Regions from separate parts of the Sus scrofa genome. Here region 1 is linked to region 2. Evidence: chromatin contacts called from public Hi-C data. All regions are on one chromosome and are shown on one strand. Each heading gives the region's core, a stretch centred on a gene start, on an enhancer-like site or on the middle of the called end of the contact. The rest is flanking DNA. Distances are from core to core; before and after follow the strand shown.

Region 1 (5,770 bases), core at 2,426-4,925, 180 kb before region 2:
CCACCACGGGAGGTCGTCGGGGGCCGGGTTGGGGGACAGCTGACGGCACGTGGGGGGCGGGGGCGGCGGGGGCGGGGGTAGCAAGTTGGAGTAGCCGGGTGGTAGCGCGGCCTGGGCTGCATAGGGCACGTAGGCTGGCGCGCAGCTGGCTGGCAGCGCCGCCATACTCGAGGGCAGCATCTTCACCGGTGAGAACTCGTAGGGGTACGAGGGGTCAGCAGGGGGTGTTAGCGGCAGCTCGTGCGCCGCCCCGAAGGAAGGCTGCAGGTGCGTTTTCTGCGGCGTCAGCCCCAGGCTGGGGTGCGGGGGCGGCAGCGCGCCAGGCGAGTGAGCGGGCATATCCGTGGTCCACGGGTGAAAAAGCCTGGAGGGCGAGCCCAGCGCGGGGTCGTAGGACACCTGCAGGAATTCTGGGGGTGCCGTGGCGCCTGGCTGGCCGATGCGGCTACAGGTGGCGGCTAGCAGCGCCAGGGGCGAGTGCTTGCCCAGGTCTGGGGAGGCGCTGGGGGTGCGATCCTGCATAGGCGGCGGCGGGGGAGGGCGGATAAGAGACAAAGGGTTAGCGTTCCCAGCCCGGTCTCCGGCCGTCCCGCTACCCCCACGCCAGCTATTGTACTGATGCCCCTCCCCCGCCCTGGCCGTCCCTCCCCCGCTACCAGATCCCTTGCACTCACCCACTAGTCCCTGGAAACTTTTGATACCTGCGCTACCTGAACGCGGAGCGCGCGAGCGCTTCCTGTTAAACTACTTGGTGCAAAGAGACGCCATCCAGCCTCAGAGAAAGGCAGGCAGAGTGGGAGGGGAGAGGGATCCCGGCTCCGCGGGCAGAAAGTGTGTCTGGAAACACCCACAGCCCGGCTGCCCATCCGCCTTCCCTCCCATCTTTTAAGCCCTCATTTACACGCTACTCTCGAGTTCCTCCTGCGCCCGCCCCAGGAGGGCCCGGCGGGGTGAACTGGGGCTGGTTCTCAGCCAGACGCGCACCTCCGAACAACCCCCGGATACGCACTTCCCTCCCCCAAAGGCCACACTCTTGACACCAAGATTAGGTGTGAAGTTGGTGTGAACACCCCAGGTATGACTCCAGAGGCATCCACCCAGCGGGATTCCCTTTGAAATTCAGGGTGCAGAGTACCAAGAAAGATCCAGACACGACTCTTCCCACCTTTCCCTCGCCCCCTTCGAGCCCAGCCCTGACCTGGAGGAAGGCCTGCAGCGAGTCATTCCGGAGGACGGCCACGGCGGCCATGGCTACGGCTTGCGGGCCGTTGGCTGTGGAGCAGGGCGCTGCCGAGGCATGGAGACCCGAAGGCGAGGACCAAGGGCTGCCTAATGTCCCTCCCCGGCGCCTGTTTTGCGCGCCGGGGCCCTCCCCGCTTGCACCCCTCGCCGCACCCCGCTCGCTCGCCCCGCGCGCGGTCTGAGCGCTTCAGGATCACCTCCAAGAATTTGATAAGGACTTTGCTGGGCCGCCAGCCAGTCAGAGGGAAGATTTATGGCTTTGAAGTTTGCCGCTACCCAATCATCAAAGAATAGCGGCTCTTTCAGAAGCGAAAGCAAATCCTTTGAATCCACAAAGCTCCTATGGTGTGTTTGTTGGTCTGGATAAAAGAACTGATTATTAGGGGGGATGGGAAGGGAGGAGATAAAGGCGGGACAATTAATGAAGTAATCACTATGTGGGAAATGTATATACACAAATAATTGGATTTTCCTGATCAAAGGGGGCCTTACCGCCTGGAGACCCGCGCTTGGGTTGCTTGAGACACTCGATACCCCTCCCCCCCCCTCCCTTGCAATTAAAGATTTGCGCCCAGGCAGCGCCCAAAGTGACAAAGTGTCTTTGTTATCTCCAGGGAAATCTGCCCTCAGCTTCCAGGCGCGGGACTTTGAGACGAAGACCAGGGTAATTCTCCCCTCCCCCCATACTTACACACCCAGACAGCACACGCACCGGCCCGAGCACACCAAGGACCCGAGGGAATTCCCGGGGCTGGGCGTGGGACGTCCCGCGCTCCGCCCACCGCGTTCCCCCCTCTTCCAGCCCCTGCCCGGCCTTCTCAGAGTGGCGGGCAGCTCCGTGACCTGGGGCGGAGCCGGGCGGCCGCCCAGGGTGGCGGTGGGTGGTGCGCACGCTCCCAGGCCGCCAGCCTGATGAGCAACTGGGGCTCCCTTGCGATGTTCCTGCTGGCTGGCGACTTGAAAGTTTTCTCCGGCCACAACAACTTTTTGCAAATAGTGAGCCTGGGAAAAAACACCCGGGCCGCACTTACCCCAAAGCTAAGCTTGGCAGGACACTCAGAGCCATACGAGAGAAAAATGTTTGCTATCTTGCTCTCCTTTCTCTGGGCAGGCAGGTGATAGCTATTAGGCCCGACTGAAACCCCCAGCGATGCTAGAATTCCCCAGCCCTAGCCCAAGCCCTGCCAGGCGAGCGCGCGCTCCTGCAAGCCGCACACACCTGCAGGGAGCTACCCGAAAGAAGTAAGGCGCGGTGGAGGACCCTGTAGCTGTTGTAGGGCAAACCACAAATAGTACGAGGATGGCTCTCTAACCAGAAAGAAAAGTCAATAAAAACTGTTGTCCCCGTCACCTTTGTAAAGGAAAGAAATTTCTTCAGGCGCGGGGCATTCTTTGCCCGGGTCAGGAAAACACTCTCCGGGTGTGTTTTCCCTAAACCCTCGCGTCTCGCTATGCCTGGCCAAGAACGGACAGCTGGTCACCTGCCTCTTCCGGTCCAGGGCGCAAGGCGCGCCCTGCAGGGGCAGTGCGGACACCCAGATATCCTCACCCAAGAGAACCGGAGGGGGAGGAGGGAGAGGCGGGTGGGGGCGCCTCGGGGTCTTCACGGAACTGCAGGGCATTAGGGACTGGGAATGGCGGTAGAGGCCTCACACCCGCCGTCCACGTGACCGCTCAGCAGAGCGGGCCACCTGGGCTTTGGCCGAGCCCGGTCTACGTGTGCCTCTGGGTACATGGCCTCCTTTCTCACAGGCCGCCCGCCTTGCGTGGATCCTCAGAGGCGTCTCGCGCCCCTCCTTCCTGTGCATCATCCTCCGGGGGGAACCACACCGCGGCAATTCTCCGTGCTGGGCCCGCGGTTAGGCCAACATTAGCAGGCTTCTGATTCAGAGTCTGAGTTGTATGTTGGTGCTTTCTGCACTCCCATTAGGGGTTGGGACCCTACGCCACCAGACCTGCATTTCCCCACGCCCAGGGCCCGCCAGCAAAATAGAAACGTCTTGCTGAAGAGGAATGGGCCGCATGCAGCCCCAATACCATGAGCTCTTCGCGAGCCCCATCCTTGCACGCCCCTCCTCTCTCCAAGGTGTCACCCAGGAGCGGTGAGCAGTGACAACCAGCTTGGCCGACGAGGTCTGCCTCTTGAAGAGAAGGTCCGGATGCTCTGGGTGCCAGAAAAGGGAGGGGCCTTAGTGTTTTGCTCCGAGGCCGGGCAGACCTACACCTTTCCGCACGGCGTGCAGAAATCGATTCTCGGCAAAGCCTGGGGCAGGAAGGAACCCTTTTCCGCATGCAAGTTAGAGGCTAGGGAGTGCTACAGCGCAAACACGCGAAGGTACCTGTCGGCCCAGTCCAAGCGGGTATGGTCCCTTAGTGGGACCTCTCAGGCTCTGTCTGAGCTCTTCGACCTCCGGCTAACGGTGGTTGGGCGGGGTGCGGGCCGGGCTGGGCCAAACAGGCTATAAGGCATTCTCATTTGTGGAATCTGTTCATTAATTTAACAAAAACGCAAGAGAAGCCAGTTCATGTTTCCAGTTGTTATAGAACTCTTTCTCCAAGATGCCCCATTAACCAATAAACCACCATCAATGGCCAGCAGGGAGGAAGAGAATACTGGCTTGGTGTTAAGAGCTCCAACTCTGAAAATCTAAACGCAGATTTCTCTTTGCCACTTTCTAGTTGGTGACCTTGGCCAGCAAGTTACTCACCCGCATTGTGCCTTAGTTTCCCAACTTGTAAAATGCGGGTTTTAGCAGTGTTCACCGCGTAGTGCTTGTAGGCTTAAAAGTGGTAATATAATCAAAGTCTACAGGACAGTGTGAGCTCACAATAGGCCCTCCCTTGACTTAAGTCCTGGGTCTGGGCCTCATCTCCATTTGCGAAAACCAGCCAGGATTTCAGCCTTCCCAGGCGTGAGCTGAAGTTTGGAGAGAGACTTTTACAAAGTGCTGTTTAGTCTCTCTCCCTTTGCACTCGGGGCTCCTGAAGAACTTATTCTTAATGAAATAATGTTCCGAGCGTCCATTAAAAATGCAATGCTGGGAGATCAAAGTACAATATTTATTTTAGAAATTTGTTGCAATCACCAAGAGATACAGGTATCAAGGCCAAATGTCAGTTCCGTTACACAAAGCCCCGCGCCCGGGAAGAGCGTGTGGCTGCTCTGCCATAATGTAAAGAGACATCAAAGACCGAGCGCGCTGCAAAAGTGCGCAGCCGGGAGGAGGGAGTGAGCCCGGGAGGGCCTGGCGAGCCCCAGACGGCGCGGGGGCTGTGGGGGCGGGGGTCAGTTCAAAGAGGTATCCGCTGGGGCGGGAGTTCACAGGAGGGAAGGTTTAATGGGCTTTCTTTTGTTGGTGGGTGTGTTTGTGCGCGGAGGACCCAGGAACTCCTCTGTGGTCCTTCAGCCCGAGGGTGGAGGCGGGGGGCGGGGGTGGGAAGCGGCGAATTGGGAGCAAACTTTAACCGCGGCGGGGGGCGGGGAGGTTGAATACCAGCCTCCTGGCGGTGGTTGGCGCAGCGGAGCCGCTCTCATTGCGGCTCTCCAAGCAGCACGGTTCCAAGGCTGCGAAGTTTGCCTCGCGGTTTTTTTGTTTTTTGGGTTTTTTTTTTTCCCGTGGGCGGGCAGGCGGTGAGCGCTGACCGAGTGCCACCCGCGAAGAGAGGTGGGTAGATGCACCTGCACAGGCACTCGTATGATGGACCGACCTGCTGTGCCTGCTGTGTGTGCTCCGGAATCCGCTCCAGGAAGGAGTGTTTACTGAGAGCTCCGGGGTTGCTACTTCGCGCCCGAGCCTGGTACCTCGCCTCAGGCATTTTCTTGCAGCAACTGGGGACCCACACCTTTGAGATAAGTCCAACCAGTCCCCCACCTTCAGTGGGTTAAAAAAAAAAAATCTATACATGATTTAGGTCATTCTAACAAATTCTTAATTCATTGGCTCCTTATAGAGGGCTGTTGCTTCGCTGCCCAATCTCGCCTCCTCTCTTCTAAAGTCTCAACTTTCCAAGATCCGGCATCTGCCTAGTTAATACAATACCAGTCATTGCTTTATTAAAGGTGATGGCAGGGGAGGGTGCAGAATTTCTCTCTTACTAGTAGGGCAAAATCGCAGGAGGATGTGTGTGCATTTGTTTGGTCATCTACAACTAAGTATTCTTAGAGCAGCCACTCCGTAGCCTTTTGAAGTTGTGCTAGAGCAGAAAGCTGCTATTGTTTTCAGCTCTCAACAGGGAAGGGATCAAACTTTGCCTCTTCAATTAGAAGGCTTTTATTTTTTATTTTTTAAATGGTGGTGGGTGGGTGCTGTGTTGCGATCTGACACACTCTGAGTATTTGCAGCCAACTTGCTGTTTAAACTGCAGACCAAATCGCATCATAATGCTTGCATCTGAAACAGGGGTTGGATCATTATTGCAGCCAAGGGCTTTCAGTTGAAAGAAATTTCTGGTGCTGGGAATCTGGAAAACACTGGTTTTGTTTTGGGAAATTTCTTCAACTGGAAGCCTTGAATTATCTTTAAGCTTA
Region 2 (5,815 bases), core at 472-2,971:
CTGTCTCCACAGTTTTGCCTTTTGTCATACAGTTGGGGTCATACAGTAAATACCCTTTTCAGATTGGGTTCTTTCGCTTAGTACTATGCATTGAAAGTTCCTTTGTGTCTTTTGTGGTTGAGAGCTCATTTCTTTTTAGTGCTAAAAAACATTCCACTGTATGGATGTGCCACAGTTTGTCCATGCCCCTACAAGACACTGTGTTTGCTTCCAAGTTTTGGCAATCATGATAAAGCTGCCTTAAACATCCAGGTATAGGCTTTTGTGTGAACATAAGTCTTCAAATCCTCTGTATAAATACCAAGGAGAGCAATTACTGGATCTTAATGGTAAGTATGTTTAGTTGTGTAAGAAACTACCATACTCTCTTCCAAAGCGGCTGCACCATTTTGGATTCCCACCAGCAATGAATATGAGTTCCCATTGCTCTCGTTTCTTACCAGCATTGGTACTGTCAGTGTTCAGATTTTGGCCATTGCAATAGGTGTGTAATGGTATCTCACTGATGTTTTAATTTGTATTTCTCTGATGATATATGATTTGGAGCATCGAACTGTCCCCTCTTTTGAAGGAAAACAAATCTAAGAGTTTTATGTTGTTTTTGTGAACACCCCAAAGGCACCCAGCAGAGTGTGCGGAGACAGGATGTTCAGAATAGGTTTTAGGGGAAGGACAGCAAATCGGGAGTCAGGCAGTCTGAATTGCAGGGAGGTTTCTTAGCCATGATCTGTAAAATGGGCCTACTTCTCAGGGTTATTATGATAATTACAGGAATAAGTTTAGTGGAGGTCCTTTGTCTGGAATGTAAATTGCTATGCAAAAAGCACAGGATGTTATAAAAAATAAGGATTTGGTTAATCAAGGAGGAAACAATCTCCACCTCTGGGATCACCCTGGCTTTCTATAAAGCAAAGTTATTTGCTTTCCTCTAAATTTAAAAAGACAAGGTTCTGAATGTTGATAGCACTTTACTCACAAGCACAGGAATTGGAAACAAATGCCCTTCAGCTGGTAAATGGACCACATTGCGGTATGTCCATAAACCAGACTTACGTCAAGCAGTGAAACTGCTGGACAAACTACTGATACATGTAACACCACCGATGAATCTCAAAAGCATTATACTAAGTGAAAGAAGCCAGACTCAAACATCTACATACCATATGACTCCATTTAAACGACATTTTGGACAACGCAAAATGACAGGGACAGAAAAAGCACTAGTGGGCACCAGAAGCTGGGGGTGGGGAAGGGACGAACAACAGAAGAGGCACGAAAGAACTCTTTGGAAATGTACTTTTTCTTGATTGTGACGGGGGTTACCTGACAGTATGTGTTCATCTAATTTTATCAAACTGCTTGTGTTTTACTGTTTGTAAAACACAAATAAAATAAATAAAATCTGACTTTTCAAAAGTTACCATAACTTAAAAAAATAATAAAAGGAGAAGTCCTTCTCCTCAAACTGGATTGTTTCTGGACAGCAGGATGCAATGGCTTCTAACCCGCTAGGAGGAGAGTCTGGAAGGGAGAGCCATGCTGTTGACAAGGGACCCTTCACAACCGTTTGCATCACTGACCATAGCTGGATTTGACACTAAGCACTTGGCTCAAAGTCTATGAAATTAGCAGGCTCTGGTTGCTTGTACATCTCACCCGTCACAACTTTATTGACGAGAATGGCTACCAGCTGTCACCTCTGCCTCCGCCTCTGTGCTTGGTGATTCAGACTTCGTGGCCACAGCAAATCAAGCCGTGATCCTGCTATGGCTCTTCGTGTTGGGGTTTGAACTCCTGGCCAAATGGCTGTCGCTCAGCTGTTATGCTGCCAATCACCCGTCACTGTGGGTTAAATATGATAGGTTCACTGACATCTTCCAACTCTTTAGACATCTGAAAGGCGACTTGTTTTCCACACCAGAGGGCAACAAATCTGGGAGATATTTAGCTCCTGAATTTTAGAATTTCTGACTTCTGGAAGGGGGTGAGGAGGGGACTTGCTGTTTTACAGAACAAGTTGCAGAAAGACCGCAAGGCCATGAGTGGGAAAAATGATGACAGCAGCTCACAACCTAAGTTTTAAAACAATTTTGAGGTCACTGAAAAATTTACCTCCACAAAGGAATCAAGCTCTCAGCATGATGGAGCACAGCCCTTTACAAAAACAAAAACAAAAACCTACCTGAAATCTTTCATATGCTCTTGTCGTATTTTAATTTTCCCCTGACAGATAAGCAAGACATAAGATTTGGAAAATTCTCTCACTTATAAAGGTTTTATTGTAACTGCATGTGCATTTGACAGGTACTATTTTTTCCTTCAAAAGTGAGAAAAAGAGTTTCATCTTTTTGAAGTTATAACATTATTATTCTCATCATAGAAGAGTATTTCACAGACTGATGTTCCCCGCTCAGCTATTTTCATACTAAGGGGCTACAGAGAGGACATGAACGCTTACCGAATACCTGCCACACGCTGGTACCATGCAGGATGCTTTGCATATGTTATCTGCTATCATCTTCACGACAGTCCTGAGAATCAGACCTTAACAGTTCTGTTTTATAGCTAAGGAAACTAAGGCTCAGAAGCTAAGTAGTTTCCCTCAAATCGTAAGACAAATGGTGGGGTAGCCAGGATTCAAAGTCAGTAGTTGTGACTCCTAAGAATACATGATTAGGCTGATACATACAATTCTCCCCAGAGTTTTGACTGGTACCCTGGGTCCATGGGCCATATCCAAGATGGAAACCAACGGCAGAGTGTGGTCTACTAGAAAAAGCACCTGGTGAGGACTCAGAAGCCAGCTCTGGGACCACTCGTTAAACTCCCGTAACACCCAAGGGAGACATCTGATTTAGACTCTCTGTGCTTCTGTTTCATTTGCTTAGGGGGAAAACAAAATCTGCCTTTCTATGCACAGGAGTCTTTTGAGGAAAAAAAAAAAAAAAAAAAGCCTAATAATTCTTGCCTCAGCACAGTTAATTCCCCCCCCAAATGTTTCTTTATTATTATGTGAATAAAGCCCAATAACTAATAAGGGTTATAAAACATGATATCACATTTTAAGATTCTGTATGGAAAAAAAAAAAATGAAAGACATAAAGGCAAGTCAAGTGTACCGTGGACACCAAGGCTGATCAGTTATTATTGATCACAGTAACGCTGCCTCACTCAGCATTGGAGGTAGTAAAGATTCCATTTGGGGTGCTGCCTTTTTGTAGCCCGATTCTGAAGCTCTTCGTGAGGTGCATGACAGAGAAACGGATGCCCAACTGAAGGGCTTCTCTCTCTGGGCTTCCTCTGAAATTTAATCTCGAGTCTTGGGGTGCTGACTGCTGCCCCAAAGTTTCATCTTAAGCATTTCCTTGTCATGTCAGTACAATAGCAGGCACAAACGGACCTCAAGCCCATGTTGGTTTTGCAGCTTCTTTGTGCAAAGTGAAGGGCACTCTATTCTAGGTGAATAGTACTCTGCCCTCTGGGTGTTTATTTCTAACATGGGCAATAATTTGATTCTATACTGAAGGACATTTCTTTGCATTATAAGTTATTTCATGGCAAGAATTCCACTGTTTGTGCCCAAGGTTTAGCAGAGCCCATTTCTTGATAGAAACGTTGATGAGGCCTTCTCTCTGTTATAAACCCTATCCTCGAGGCCATGCTTCCAGGGCTTTCCTGTATATCCTAACCCTGCTCACAGACAAGACACATTTTCCCAAAGTAAATGGCCATGCTTGTCCACCCCAACATCGTGTCAGAAATCAGGCACAGATCTTTATCTACAGAGAGGGAGAGACACCCAGAAAGAGTGCAAGCGGATGTAGCAGAACCCTTGCGTGAGCCTGATGGGCACTCTGCCTTCAGATAATCTGAGCTTTAGAAGAGAGGGGAGCTGGCATGAGTTCTCAGTTCAGCTTGAGCTCAGATGCTCTGGTGAATTCTTTCCCCTAGCTGCTGCTTTATTCCTGTGTGGAAATGGCCTAAAACACCAGGAGAGGAAAGGCAGCTGGCTTCTGCCAAGAAGAGGGTGGCTGGAACCTGTCCCCTGTCATAACTTGAAGAATAATACTTCTGCGTGAAATGGCTAGGAATCTTTCTAAGCGGCAGAAACAGAGTGAGTGAAGAAACAGTGGACTAAAGGTAGGATGACAAACAGAGATGAGGAAAGGGGTGACAGAGGGGCGGCTCATTTCCCTTCCGCTCAAAGCGTACATTTTCCCTCAATAGTACATTCACTTGACTTTCCTTGCCTGTTTGGCTTGTGGTCCAACAATCTGCTTCTGCACAACTTTGTCAGCATGAAAAATATCTACCATGATCATTTTAAGATGCATGGGTCATTTCAGTGTATATCCTCAGCTGTATTTTGTAATGATTTATAATGATTTTGACTCTTTGTTATTGCATTGGCATATTACAGAACTCCCTTCCACTGAGTCTTAACATACTATGGCATACCTGACGTATACAAACAGAATCCATTTGAGGGAGGGTGTTTTTTGGCCCTCTGTATGGAAGACGGAAACTCAGAAGCCAAAATTAAATCCCATTGTTCACCATGGTAGTCGCTCCAGCATAAAGCAGGTACTTAACAAACAGTAGTTGAACAAGTGAATGAAAGAAATTTCCAAATTTAAAAAAACACATGTCCTGCCTAGAGATATTCCTGAAAATCTAGTTCCAGGAAATTACTGCAGCCATCTACTCATTGCCAAACTACCAACGATGCTAAAGAAACAAGCCTTCTAAAGTTAGAAAAGACTAGGAGAGGAGTTCCCATCGTGGCTCAGTGGAAAGGAATCTGACTAGCATCCATGAAGATGAGGGAATGATCCCTGGCATTGCTCAGGGGGTTAAGCATTGCTGTGAGCTGTAGTGTAGGTTGTAGAAGTGGCTCGGATCCAGCGTTGCTTTGCTGTGGTATAGGCCAGCGGCTACAGCTTTAATTTGACCCCTAGCCTAGAAACATCCAAATGCCGCAGGTGCAGCACTAAAAAAGACCCAATAAATAATAAATAAATAAAAAGACTAGGAGGAGGCCTCACCCAGAGATAGCTTTAAAAGTTCAGGATATTTTCAAGACATGGAAACAACCCAAATGTCCATCGACAGATGACGGGATTAGGAAGATGTGGTATATATACACAATGGAATACTACTTGGCCATAAAAAGAACGAAATAATGCCATTTGTAGCAACATGGATGGAACTAGAGACTCTCATACTGAGTGAAATAAGTCAGAAAGAGAAGGACAAATACCATATGATATCACTTATATCGGAATCTAATATAAGGCACAAATGAAACTTTCCACAGAAAAGAAAATTATGGACTTGGAGAATACACTTGTCGTTGCCAGGGGGAGGGGGAGGGAGTGGGGTAGACTGGGAGCTTGGGGTTAATAGATACAAACTAGTGCCTTTGGAATGGATTAGCAATGAGATCCTGCTCTGTAGCACTGGGAACTATATCTAGTCACTTACGATGGAGCATGATAATGTGTGAAAATAGAATGTGTACATGTATGTGTAACTGGGTCACCATGCTGTACAGTAGAAAAAAAATTGTATTGGGGAAATAACTATTTAAAAATAATAATAACAAAATAAAAAATAAAATGGATGTCTCAAAAAAAATTCAGGCAGTTTTAAACACTAAAACTTGGTTCCATCATGATATAGGGCCAGGCATCTAAAAGAAGTTAACGTGGAGGAAGGGTAGAGCCTGGCATGGATTCCATGCTTGCTTTGCTCTCTGGAAGCTGCATTTAAAGCAACTCCCGGAGTTCCCGTCGTGGCTCAGTGGTTAATGAAT

The links. Hi-C and Micro-C count contacts between places; a contact is called where the count stands out from the background.
Region 1: a Hi-C map of skeletal muscle shows a contact between it and region 2, with 1.8 times the contacts expected there. The contact joins the promoter of SP5 here to the enhancer-like site in region 2. A contact is called at or near these places in 1 of 5 promoter capture datasets (liver), 4 of 47 Hi-C or Micro-C datasets (embryonic fibroblasts, heart right ventricle, skeletal muscle and 1 more) and 1 of 2 datasets of contacts at active chromatin or transcription factors (skeletal muscle).

The regions. Positions count from the first base shown.
Region 1 is chr15:76,898,043-76,903,812 of Sscrofa11.1, reverse strand. SP5 (transcription factor Sp5) reads right to left here and starts at 3,675. Exons shown (of 2, transcript XM_021075439.1): 1 at 1,934-3,675; 2 at 1-516. The coding sequence starts at 339.
Region 2 is chr15:76,720,472-76,726,286 of Sscrofa11.1, reverse strand. All of the region lies in intron 28 of MYO3B (myosin-IIIb), which reads right to left. Among named protein-coding and RNA genes, the nearest start is that of SP5, 180 kb to the left of the region's middle. Within about 2 kb of position 1,721, at least 2 of the 83 cell types and tissues checked have an H3K27ac peak or open chromatin away from gene starts, as enhancers often do. A contact at or near this core is called in skeletal muscle, where this site is marked.